Regions from separate parts of the Mus musculus genome. Here all the other regions are linked to region 1. Evidence: chromatin contacts called from public promoter capture Hi-C data. All regions are on one chromosome and are shown on one strand. Each heading gives the region's core, a stretch centred on a gene start, on an enhancer-like site or on the middle of the called end of the contact. The rest is flanking DNA. Distances are from core to core; before and after follow the strand shown.

Evidence for each region. Promoter capture Hi-C pulls out the DNA fragments that hold promoters and counts their contacts.
Region 2: a promoter capture Hi-C map of pre-B cells shows a contact between it and region 1. The contact joins the promoter of Stil here to the promoter of Spata6 in region 1. A contact is called at or near these places in 5 of 39 promoter capture datasets (the C10 cell line, cranial neural crest, maxillary cranial neural crest and 2 more) and 2 of 484 Hi-C or Micro-C datasets (B cells and LSK cells).
Region 3: a promoter capture Hi-C map of pre-B cells shows a contact between it and region 1. The contact joins the promoter of Mob3c here to the promoter of Spata6 in region 1. A contact is called at or near these places in 2 of 39 promoter capture datasets (cranial neural crest and pre-B cells).
Region 4: a promoter capture Hi-C map of pre-B cells shows a contact between it and region 1. The contact joins the promoter of Foxd2 here to the promoter of Spata6 in region 1. A contact is called at or near these places in 4 of 39 promoter capture datasets (cranial neural crest, maxillary cranial neural crest, pre-B cells and 1 more).

The regions. Positions count from the first base shown.
Region 1 is chr4:111,718,207-111,721,381 of GRCm38.p6, reverse strand. Spata6 (spermatogenesis associated 6) reads right to left here and starts at 1,372. Exons shown (of 13, transcript NM_026470.3): 1 at 1,125-1,372. The coding sequence starts at 1,175. It overlaps Gm33192 (a long non-coding RNA gene), which reads left to right and starts at 33. Exons shown (of 2, transcript XR_376552.3): 1 at 33-165.
Region 2 is chr4:114,998,665-115,001,447 of GRCm38.p6, reverse strand. Stil (Scl/Tal1 interrupting locus) reads right to left here and starts at 1,330. Exons shown (of 17, transcript NM_009185.3): 1 at 1,101-1,330.
Region 3 is chr4:115,826,546-115,829,808 of GRCm38.p6, reverse strand. It overlaps Mob3c (MOB kinase activator 3C), which reads right to left and starts at 1,729. Exons shown (of 4, transcript NM_175308.5): 1 at 1,568-1,729.
Region 4 is chr4:114,907,567-114,910,348 of GRCm38.p6, reverse strand. It overlaps Foxd2 (forkhead box D2), which reads left to right and starts at 1,451. Exons shown (of 1, transcript NM_008593.3): 1 at 1,451-2,782. The coding sequence starts at 1,528. It overlaps Foxd2os (forkhead box D2, opposite strand), which reads right to left and starts at 1,092. Exons shown (of 4, transcript NR_030721.2): 1 at 691-1,092.

The sequences.
Region 1 (3,175 bases), core at 123-2,622:
GCTCTCCGCCCCTGCAGCTCCCTGCCCCCACCCAAGCTTCTCCTTAAGACTGAACAAAAGACTTGAAAGAATTTTGTGACTTCTATGCTGGTTTAAGTTCAGGGCTGCTGCAGCCACAAGGAGAGGAAATGAAGGCCAGAAAGAAGTGAGTGCAGCAAGCGTGGGGTAAGTGCAGAGAAAAGCTTAGTTTGGAGGCCAACAGGGGTGGGGGTGGTAATGCCAGAGAGCCCCTTGGGGCAGGCCCAGAAAATGACAGGGAATATGTACTGTTATCCCTACTTATGCAGTGATACCAACAAGTAGGCTGAGTCTTAATGAGGGCATTTCAAGGATAAAGGCGTGAAAAGCAGCAGAATAAGAAATTGAAGAGGTTCTCCTAGAATGCCTCTCCTCTAAGGGGAGAAAGGGGGTCTCTTGGGAATGACACTGAAGGACTTCAAAAATCTCTGAAGGAGACTGCAGTTATCAAAGGGAGTTGGGGCTTCTCAACACCCGGAAAGACCTCAGCCCCTCACTGGATGGCAGGAGGGGCTCCCCACCTCAACTAGATTTACTGAAGGAGGCTGGACAGAGTCCCCTGAATTGAGAGTAGATGAGTGGAGTTACAAGCTCCAAGCAGTAGTTGTCCGAAAAGCTGACCAGGTCTTTCTTGGGAGGATTGGAAGGATGCAAAGTCTGGAGTGTTTGGGTACTGGAGGGAAGAGCTGAAGTGGCTTCTGAGGAGTTGGGTTTATTCTGAGAGGAGAAACTAAGAAAACTTGGTGCAATGACGTCACAAGTAAGTTGTTTTTGGAGTTAGGGACTCCACCATGACTGAAAAGGCGTTCCTACTTTAACTGGAAGCTAGGGGAAGGATCTGAAAGCGGAAATGCTACACACCCCAGACTGGAGCAAGGGTTCAGGAGTTCCTCACCAAAAGAGTAAAGCAGAATTCAAAGGAACTACTGCCCCAGGAGCGGAACTCCGAAGTGGTGAGGAAGAGATCCAAAAGCACTCCAACTGGAAGTTGGGGTGAGGCCCCCGAGAGGCTGGAGTGGGAAAGCACTGGAGATTTCCAGGAGTCCCCCAGGGCCGGGGGCGGGCAGCGGACTTGGAGGCTGAGGCGGGACAGGGCCGGTACTCACAGAGCGGATCTCCAGCGCCAGGGCGCATTGCAGCGCCTTCACCTTCGGCATCCGCGCAGGGTAGGGCGGCGGGGAGGGACCCCGGCCTCCGGCCCGACTACGGCGGGAAGACGCGGGGCGGGACGAGGGACAGGGAGGAGATGAGGTGGCGGCGGAGGTGGCAGCTGTGGCCCCCAGGCCGGGGCCCGCGGTCCAGCCTGGGTCCCGCCCGAACAGCAGCTGAGCGCGGGGCGCGGACTCGTTGTCATGGCAGCCTGGAGGGGCGGGGCCGGAAGAGCCACGCCAAGGCCGGACACTACGGAGCAAGAGGCAGTGGGCGGGGCCCGGATTGTGGTGGGAGGGGCTTCAGTGGGTGGGGCTGAGCGGCTCTTCTGTGACGTAAAGTTATGAGTGCAAATCATAGGAAAGGGAACAGCTAGCTGTGCTGTGGGCCTCAACCCAGAACTGAGAACCCTGGGTTTCATGAGCAAATTCAGTTAGGAAAACTGAAACTACAGGCTGACACCTGTAGTTTCAGTTTTCCTAACTATCCTATAATTAGTAATCTTCCTTGAGTTTGTATTTTATGATACAATTTACAAAACCAATATAAGAAATAGGAAAATATCGCCCAAGACAAAGGCAAAACAGGGCTGGAACCCAGGATCTCTCAAGTAAAATCCCAGACGCCTTCTGGAATCACTATTATGGTCCTCTTATTAGTCACTTGTTTTGTGATTCTCTGTCAGTGTGCCCCTATTTCCTTTCAGGATTTCCTGTCTAGTTCACCACTACGCAAATCTCAATGCCTGTTGCCCAGGCTGAACTCTCAATAACAGACTCACAGAATAGAGGAGCCTAGCCATAGACCTTCAAAGATAAAAAGAACCTAACAAACTGTCGAGTTAAAGTCCATGTTAAAGTTAATTTTAATACATTAACTTTAGAGCACATTCTAACAATGGAGAGGAAAGTACCTGTGATTTTATCACCCAGTTGAGAAACAGGATGTTACTGAGCCAAAAAAAAAAAAAAAAAAAAAAAAAAGAAAAGAAAAGAAAAAGAAAAAGAAAATGCCTTGAGCATTGCCTTACCAACTTTTCCCTGATAGTAAACCCTGCAATGACCTCCATTACTGTAAGTCTTCTATGCATTTCCAAACTACATTCTGCTCAATTTGTCTTTTTTATGTTAAATAGATTTAATACTTATATATTCTGTGATTTGTTTATCTCCTTATGATACAGAAATATACAACGACTTATGTGTACATTCTTTATCCTATGTACTTTTGATGAGCACTTGTATCGTTCATATTTTAGCTTTCATTAACAATACTGTTATGAAGGTTCTGAAATATGTTAGCAACTGAGAGGTAGTTCAGCAATTGAAAGCACGCTGTTCCAGAGGACTAGAGTTCAATTTCCAGTACCCACGTTGGGCAGCTTACAGCTACCTGTAACTCCAGCTACAGGGGATTTGGTGTGACTTCTGGTATCCTGATAGACTTATGTGTATGTATACATGGAAACACAGAGATAAATAATTTTTAAACCTTTAGAATATGTCTGTTAATATATGTGTATGTATTGAGTTGGAAAGCCTGTGCAGGCTTTGCACATGTGGGGTCTTTAGAGTAATACGCAACATCTTCCAAAGCTGCACCAATTCCTGCTTCATCAAGAAAAATATGACTGCTTTTTTTTCCACTTTTTGCACCATGGATGTTTGCACTTTTAGTCTCTGTATTTCTGTTCATCGTCATGCTTTAGTCTTGCATCTCTGACTACTGCTGAGCTTGAGTGCCTTTGCAGGGTTTCATTAGCAATCCACTCTCTGGAAACAGCCTCATAGCTACAATAACCATTTTGATTCGATTGTTTCTCTCTTTGTTTTCCTTTTAATTTTATGTGTTCGGATAATCATTTTGTCTGGGCTCTGTGTTGCAAATATACTTCTTCCTTTGTGCTTGATCTCTAATTTCTCATGTGCATGTAGAGAGAATATCTTGTGTATTGTATGGATGCATCGACTCAATTTAAAAACCTATGACCTATGGCTTAGGCAGGACA
Region 2 (2,783 bases), core at 81-2,580, 3.3 Mb before region 1:
CTAAAAATATTGGGAGAGCAAAGTTCTACTGGATATAACCTTTAAGGATCAATTAAAACTTATCCCAGAGATATGAAACTTCTTGAAATACAGGCTTGTTTTTCTTGTTTGTTTGTTTGCTTGTTTTAAAAGAAGCCTTTCTTTAGCAGTTGACTGCCATGGTATCAGTAATCACACTGATAACTCTACCCCCACAAAGTATAAGTTTTCCTCACCAACAGGAATGACTTAAGTGCCTGTCTCTCCTTTCATGCATTAGGTCTTTCTCATCTGAAAGCCACCAAATGAGATTTGATAACTAGCTCATCTTGATAGTATTACTTATAAAGCTAATGGAGCCAAAGCTGTACAAACCTGTACCTAACAAAAATAGTCTGCTCAGGGAATGTCTTCATTGTGCAGCAAATGAGGACCATCAAGTCACCCTCACCTCTTCTCCCTCTTACCCATAGAAAGTTCTTTCTGGCCTCCCACCTTAGCTGTCCTCCTCAGCCCAGCCAGATTTACTGACAAGTCCCTCCAGTGCAGACACAAATGGGTTTATGTACAAGTTTTTCCCCTGACTAGAAAGTCAATAGCTTTTCTTCATATATAAAATAAAAACCCTTCATATTAAGGTCCTACCCAATTACTGCAACCATAACCCCGGTCACTCATCCTCCAGTCCTAACTCGACTATCAGCAGTCGATAGGACTACACAGGCTGTCCTCCCCTTCCTTTGGAATTTCCTACTAAATCCTATCATCCAACCCCCAACACGAATGTGCAATCTCTCAGGGTGACATCACTGTCTTTGTGTTCAGACACTGTACGTCCACGCCTCACTTTTGACATAGGTCTACTTCCTGTAGACCACGGACTATAAACACGTAATAGATTCCTTACACAGTCTGGGTCAGATAGAAAGAATGCAAAAAAGCAAGGATCAGGGTTTCAGTCTCCAAGAAATTTCTACAGTGAAGTCAATCTGAGGCACGTCACAATGTAAACTTCTTTCCCATTTTTTAGCAGTGAGGTCCGCCTTCTTTCTCCCCTGGCGGCCCTGTGGTCATCGGTTCCACCGCGCTAACTCCGACCTTACAGGCCGCTTGTTACTCACCGTGCTTCCCGGGCCCGTAGGGCGCCTCGGGGAATCAGGAGCTCAAAGATCCACCGTCGCTGTTGTCACGGCCGCCGCCAAGCTAGGGTTTGGTTGTTGGGCCCGTTTGTTGGGCACGCAGAGTCAGGATCCAGGTAGCGTCTCAGATGACTGCGGCCCCGCCTCTGGGACGTTGGGGTCGCGGGAACCGAGGCGGCAAGCGCTCGCTGGAGGGAACCAAAGGGCGCGCCGCGCCTGCTGATTGGCCAGAAGCCCGGCCAGTCCCGCTGCAGGGGCGGTACCACGGTCGTCACGCAACGTCTCAACTGCAGACTGCTGTGACGACCAATCGGAGCCCAGCCTGGGATTAGCGCTCGCCCTATCCCAAGGTTCTTTAAAGAACCGAGGGCGCCATCGCAGCTCTGTGTCACTACTCAGAGGATTTAAACCTTCATTTGGTCAACGGTTAAGTTCCGGTTTGGCTGGCATTGGCCAAACGCATGCGCAGTTAAAAAAAGAAATCCCGGCTGGTTTGCTGGAAGTGCTTCCTGCACAGATTGTGGTCTGACTGCTGGGATCCACTTAGCCAAGCTTGGTTCTCCCCTGTAATTCCTGCGCTCTTCCGAGGCAGGTGCTGAGACAGGAGGCTCGCCACGAGTTAGAGACAAGCTGGAATTATTTAGAGACCCTGTCTCAAAAGACTAGAGTCGAGTGTGGTGGTGCGCCGCCTTAGTCCCAGCTTTGAAGAGGTGGGTGGAGGCAGAGAGGTCTTCTAAGCTACGAAGCAAATCAAAGACCAACTTGGTCTGCATGAGACCCTGTCTCAGGAGAAAAAAAGTTTTCAAGCCCTTAGATGATCAGAGATAGAGGAGGTTAAATTTGCTTTAAGTTGTTTCTAAAATATGATCGATCTTACCAATTTTGGGAAATTCCTTCTCGTTGAACAGAAAATACTGGTGGCTATTTATACTTATTTCCAGTGCTGATATTGGGGACAGTTGTGGTGTGTGATTTATGTGTGCGTGCTGCCAGAGGTCCATGTTGGAGATCTTTGAGATGATCAGGCATTCGTTGTAATTAAAACAAAACAAGAAAAGACTTAAATTAAAAAGGAAGCACGTCTATAGTGTTAGGGGAAGGTAGCAAACGTGTTCTTAGGATTAGTTCATGTTACATTAAACTTTGTGTATTTTTTAAAAGGCAGGTAAAAATCTAAATACATAAAAGACTTTAAATTAATAATGTATCAATGTTGGGTTAATAGAAACAAATGTACATACTTATATAAGATGTTAAAAAAAAAAAGAGGAAAGTGCGTGGGAGGTGTGCTTCATTTATTTTCTGTATATCTGAGACTGTTCTGGGAGGCTAGTATGCAGCTAAGTAGTAGTGTAGGACCCCAGCATGTGCAGGGTCCTGGGTTGAGTGACTAGCACCACACACTAAGTAAATACTTTTAACAGGTAAAATCTGGGGCTGTAGAGATAGCTCAGTGGTTAAGAGCACTTGCTGATCTTGCAGATCATCTTGGTTGCCGGCATCCTGGTTAGATAGATCACAGTTGTCTTCTGGCCTCCTTGGGCACACCCATCCCTGGCTGCCACACATGCATAGCCCATAAATAAATCTTAAAAGGTTATGAAACCCAGTGCTTGTGGTAGTGCACACCGTTAATCCCACCACTGTGAGTTCAAGGCCACCGTG
Region 3 (3,263 bases), core at 480-2,979, 4.1 Mb before region 1:
CCAGCAGCCACCCTGGGATTCTTCTTGATCCCTAAACATGTCCTCACTGTCCTGCCTGTGTGTCTTTTGCTGGTCAGTTTCTGTTTTCTCTTTCTATCTGACCGAATGATCCCTTCTTTGGCAGCTTCCTCCAGATCCCAACCTTGTGTGTGGCTTCTCTGACTGCTTGTTCCTACCCCTCTCCGTCAGGACTTAAGTTGGTGGCTAGGCTTTAGCTTAGACTCTAGAGTCTTAGAGTTGGCTGGGGAGATGTCTCAGTGGGTAAACTTGCCTGAGTTTGATTCTTGGGACCAACATGGTGGAAGGAGAGCACTCCCACAAACTGTCTCTGACCTCCACATGTGCACTGTAATGCGCACATAAATGTGTGTGTTCCCGAGCTCATACGTGCATGCATGAGCAAGTGTGTGGACACACATAAATAAATGTAATTAAGTTTTGAAAGTAAATCTTGCCTCTCAATAAATGAAAAGTGAGGGGGAAAGAACTGATATCAGCTCTGGGCCTCCATCTCTGCATGCCCATCTTCATATACCCACAGCACCACACACACACACACACACACACACACACACACACACATACACACACACGTTGGGATAGCTGAGAGGTCAAGTGGTACGTCCCACATGAACAGATGGCGAAACTGAGGCCTAGGAGGAGGATTTGAGGAGCCTGAATTTGCACAGCAAGTTAGAAGTAGGGGACTGGTATAAAAAGGGACTCAGCCTATGACAAGGTACAAAGTGTCCCTTTCCTGCTGTCTGGCCACTGGCCTGATATAGATAATTGTGAAGGAAGGGAGTAGAGAGGCCCCACCTCCTTAGTATAGAACTTTAGGCCCCAGGACTTTTCCTAGAAAGAGTAAACTTGGAGGTGAGTACGGAAGGTAAGCTAAGAGGGCATCCCGTCTGTTAGCACTATCCTCTCCCAGCCTCACACGGAGCCTCTCTTCCTCTTCCCTGTGGACCCCCCACTTTAATTACTAGGTAGGTGGTCAGTGGTTTGCTTACTCCGTGACCAAGCATTTAATCTTCCTAGATGAAGAGCACAGGCTGACTGACACTGCCTGTTTGTCTTACCTCGTCCCCTGCCAGGGACACACCTGCTCCTTCCTTAGTCTGGCTTAGAATCAGCCAGAAGATGGTCCCAGTTTGAACTCAGAATCTAGCCTAGCACGCCCTGCGGGACAAGATCTAAGTTTGAGATTCTCAGAGAAAGAGGGAGCGACAGACGCAGCGCTGTCCAGCCAGACCCGCCCCTACCTCCCGCGAGCTCCTAAGAACCTCCCCTTAGCTTCAGCTGTTAGGGCCAAACAGGTCCTAGGACCCAGAGGAGCCAGCCTGACATTTCCGCTCCTGAAGACACGCCCCCCACCACCGCCAGCTACCGCCACCCCCACCCCGGACTTCGGACACTGAGAGCCTCGGACCCTGGGCTGAGGACTGTGGCCAGCCTGCTTTTGGGCCGGAGTCGCTTCCAGAAGGTGCCACGCGAGGACCAAGAAGAACTAAAAGTGGAAGCAAGACTGGGCCCTGGGGGGCGCGGAGACGCGGCGCTCACTCACCCGCTCCGCCTGAGTGGACAGCTCCGGGTCTCTGTCCCTGCGGCCACACCGCAACGCGCCGGTCGTCCTCCGGCCTGTGATCCCGCCGTGCGGGTCTCAGCGTCTACCCACCAGTCTGATCTGGGCCGCGGCCGCCGTCCCGCCGCCAGTGCTCGAGGAGACGCCAGCTCCGCCCCAGGCTCAGCCACGCCGCGGCCACGGGGCGGGGAGGGGCGGGGAAAGGGACTCCCCCGTCCCAGGATACTTACTCTTCTCTTTAGCCTTTCCGGGAAGTGGGAAGTCCGATCGGGCTCGCTGTCTCCCCGAGGGCAAAGGACTAACTGAGGAGCCGCCCCAAAGGACCGCCTGGATCTTCCCTAAGGAGATAGCCTCAGATTCATAGGCTGTAGAATGGGAACAAGTTTAGCTTCCGCCTGAAGCAGAAAGAAAAACCGCTGTGGTTTGAATGGTTTCCTAGCCCTCCTGCAGTTATCTGAGCTTCACTTGTCTTTGAATTCAATAAAAGTTCCTAGCAGCCAATGTGTTCAGCTTCAGTCCACTGCCATACAGAGCAACTCAAAACCCACCACTGGAGGCTGCTGCTGGTGGATGGCGCATGTCTTTAATTTCAACACTAGCGAGGTAGAGGCAGGCAAATCTTTGAGTTCCAGGCTGCTAGCCAGCCAGGCTAGCCAGGGCTAGGTGGTAAGATGGTCTCTCTCTCTCTTAAAAACAAAACAAAACAAAACAAAACAAAACAAAACAAAACAAAACACCAAAACCAAAACCAAACCAAACCAAACCAAAACAACCAAACACTTAAATGAATAGCACACGTATGGGAGCCGTGGACTGGGTCAGTCCAGACAGAAACATTCCCAAAGAATGTTCAAAGAAGACCTCGCCTTCCTTGCACCTGGTTCTGGTTCTGTAGACTCTCACACCATCCAAAGTTACCCATTTCCTATCTTCCTTTGTCTCTGTTGTTCTTTAGAATGGCTTCTCTCCCAGCCTGTTCCATCTGGCTCCAAACCTTTGCATACTTGATCTACACTACCCACTCTTCTACCTAGATTCCTCCCCTGGAAACAGGCTGCTATCCCACATCAGTGCTCAATGCATACCATGGCTTGGCCCCAGGAACCTGTCTGCAGGATCTGCCTAGGGTGAGGAGGTTGAAGACAGAGTTCTACTAGGTGAGTGCTATGGTTAACCTTCATTGTTAGCTTCACTAGCTTCGGAACTACCAAGGAGTCGCCTCTCTGGGAGTGTGTATTCCCAAGGGGTTGTTTAACTGAGGAGGACTGGCTCTCCTTGAATGTGTCTCCTGCCATCCTGAACTAAACTAACAGAAAGGTGGGTGAGGGTGGGGGAGCCAATAGAGCACAGGTGTCCATCCACCTCCATTTCTTCACCACTGTTCCAGACTCTTGCTGTCACAGCTTAGAGCCTGTCTTGACATACTTTCCCTACCATGGTGGACTGCACTCTCAAACTGTGAGCCAAAACAAAAAGCTTTTCCTTAGTATTTTGTTACAGCATAAAAAGTAAGTACCACAGAAGGCCAAGGCAGGCAGCTGGGCTGCCGAAGACATCCCGGAGGACATGAAAGCGAGAAGGAGTGACTGCGGAGACATTGGAGCCTGAGGCTTTATACTGAGACACAACTGCTCCATTGGATTCCCTGGCTCTGGGTCTGCTTTCTCAACCACATGAG
Region 4 (2,782 bases), core at 202-2,701, 3.2 Mb before region 1:
AAAGGAAGTTACCTAAGGAGGGTCACAGAGCGCTGGGAGTGCACAGCAGGTATTGAGGCCCCCTATGCTGGAGCCTTGGCCACTGTGAGGCGCTGTTGAGGCAACAGCCAGCCTCTGTCCAGTTCTTACCTTCTCCCAATCCCTTCCAGCCCCAAGAGGTTGAAATGGGCTCAGTATAAACCTGAGCAACTTGTTTCTGGGTCCTAGAGGAAGAGTAGGGAAGAGGGATAAAGATGGGCAAAAGAATCTGGCTAGCAGAAAAAGCATACTGGACCAACCTTCTGTGGAGAAAGTCCCCAGATAAAAGGGCAACACTGGCCCAGGGATGAGGTTAAGTTTCTTCGGGGGGACATCTCCGTGAGAGTTCTGTTGTAAGAGTCTCTAAATCCGGAAATTAAGAGCGGGATTGTTAGACTTAGGAACAAACATCCAGGAAAACTCAGTTTCCGCAGGATATGCACGGGGGTCAAGAGAGACAATTATAAAGATTGAGATGCTGAGACAAAAAAAAAAAAAAAAAAAAAAAAATCAATCCTGCAAACCCAAGCTAAGGACCTGTGGGTGTGCGGAGAATGCGGCGAATGCGGAGACGAATCACTAAGAGGAGTGAGAGCAGACGGTCTTCCTGGGGACAGTGGCAGGGCCAGGGCCTTGGAGGGGAAAGAGAGGACCACCGCAGACATTTCTCACCTATCTGAGTAGGATCTTCCGGCGCCCGAGTTTGTTCCTCTGGATCACTCTCTTCACTTGTCCTCCAGAACTCCCTTAGCCTCCAGTAGGTCCTTGTCCGCGGCGTCGGTCTGGCCATCTCGGCTCACTGGCGATCCATCCGCGCTTCGGCCCGGGTGGCCCGGGCGCCGCCTTGGGGAGATGAGGAGAGGAGGTTTGTAGCCACTGCCACCACCAGATGCAGCTGCGCCGGCATAAGCTTTGACTTCCAGTAACTGAGCGCACTGAAGGTGGTGGTGGCTCCAGGGAGCCACGGGGTTGCGGGAGCTGCGAGGAGAAGGATGACCCGCCTCCAGCCAAGCGAGCCTAGCTCCCGCCACCGCGGCAGTTTGTTCCCGCCGGGCCCGGGAGCAGAGGACCTCTGCCCGCCCCCTTCCTTCCCCGCCCCACCCTGCCCAGAGAGCTCCGCCCCGGGCCCACAGTTCTTCCGCCTTAGGCTGCCACCAGGCGGGAGGGACTAATCTCCTGAAGCCCCACTTATGTGTCTAGGGGCCCAGAAGCCCAGATTCGACCGAGTAACGGGCTGCTTTACTGCTCTTCTCCAGTGCCTGGTTTTCTAGTCCCGGGGCAGCACCGGTTGGGTGCGCCCTGCAGGGTGAAAGTCCTAGAGTTTCAACACCAGGGGGCGCTGAGGAGCTAGGGGACATCCCCTCCCTGTCCTCCGCCCCCTCCCCGCCCGCGCGCAAAACACACTGGTCGGAGAGGCAGCACGGCGGAGCCGGAGCCGCGGGCCGAGCGGAGCCGGAGAGCGGCGGCGGAGGAGGCGGCGGAGGAGGCGGCGGCGGCGGCGGCGGCACCATGACCCTGGGCAGCTGCTGCTGCGAGATCATGTCCTCCGAGAGCTCCCCGGCCGCGCTGTCTGAGCCCGACGCAGACATAGACGTGGTGGGCGGCGGCAGCGGTGGGGGGGAGCTCACAGCCCGCTCCGGGCCCCGCGCCCCTCGGGACGTGCTCCCTCACGGCCACGAGCCTCCCCCGGAGGAAGCCGAGGCGGACGTGGCTGAGGACGAGGAAGAGTCGGGAGGTTGCTCTGACTGCGAGCCCCGCGCTCTAGCGCCCCGGGGGGCGGCGGCCGCAGCGGGAAGCCCGGGGCCCGGCGTGCAGGCAGCCCGAGGCGCAACGGGGCCGGGGCCGGGACCCGGGCCGCCGTCGGGGGGCGCGGCGACACGGAGCCCTCTGGTGAAACCACCTTATTCGTACATCGCCCTCATCACCATGGCCATCCTGCAGAGCCCCAAGAAGCGCCTGACGCTGAGCGAGATCTGCGAGTTCATCAGCGGCCGCTTCCCCTACTACCGGGAGAAGTTCCCTGCCTGGCAGAATAGCATCCGCCACAACCTCTCCCTCAACGACTGCTTCGTTAAGATCCCCCGCGAGCCGGGCAACCCGGGCAAGGGCAACTACTGGACGCTCGACCCGGAGTCGGCCGACATGTTCGACAACGGCAGTTTCCTGCGGCGCCGCAAGCGCTTCAAGCGGCAGCCTCTGCCGCCACCGCATCCACACCCGCATCCTCACCCGGAGCTGCTGTTGCGTGGCGGGGCTGCCGCGGCCGGGGACCCTGGCGCCTTCCTCTCGAGCTTCGCCGCTTACGGCGCTTACGGCTACGGCTACGGGCTGGCGCTCCCGGCCTACGGTGCACCTCCACCGGGCCCGGCCCCACACCCGCATCCGCACCCGCACGCCTTCGCCTTCGCCGCCACCGCGCCTTGCCAGCTGTCAGTTCCCCCGGGCCGCGCCGCGGCGCCTCCTCCCGGACCTCCGACGGCCTCGGTCTTCGCAAGCGCGGCCTCGGCGCCGGCCCCTGCGCCTGCCCCGGGATCTGGCCCGAGCCCCGCAGGGCTGCCTGCCTTCCTAGGCGCAGAGCTGGGTTGCGCCAAGGCTTTCTACCCCGCGTCCTTGAGTCCCCCCGCAGCTGGCACAGCGGCTAGCCTGTCCACTGCACTCCTGCGTCAGGGCCTCAAGACGGACGCCGGCGGTGGTGCGGGTGGCGGGGGCGCGGGGACAGGCCAGAGGCCTTCCTTTTCTATAGACCACATCATGGGCCACGGTG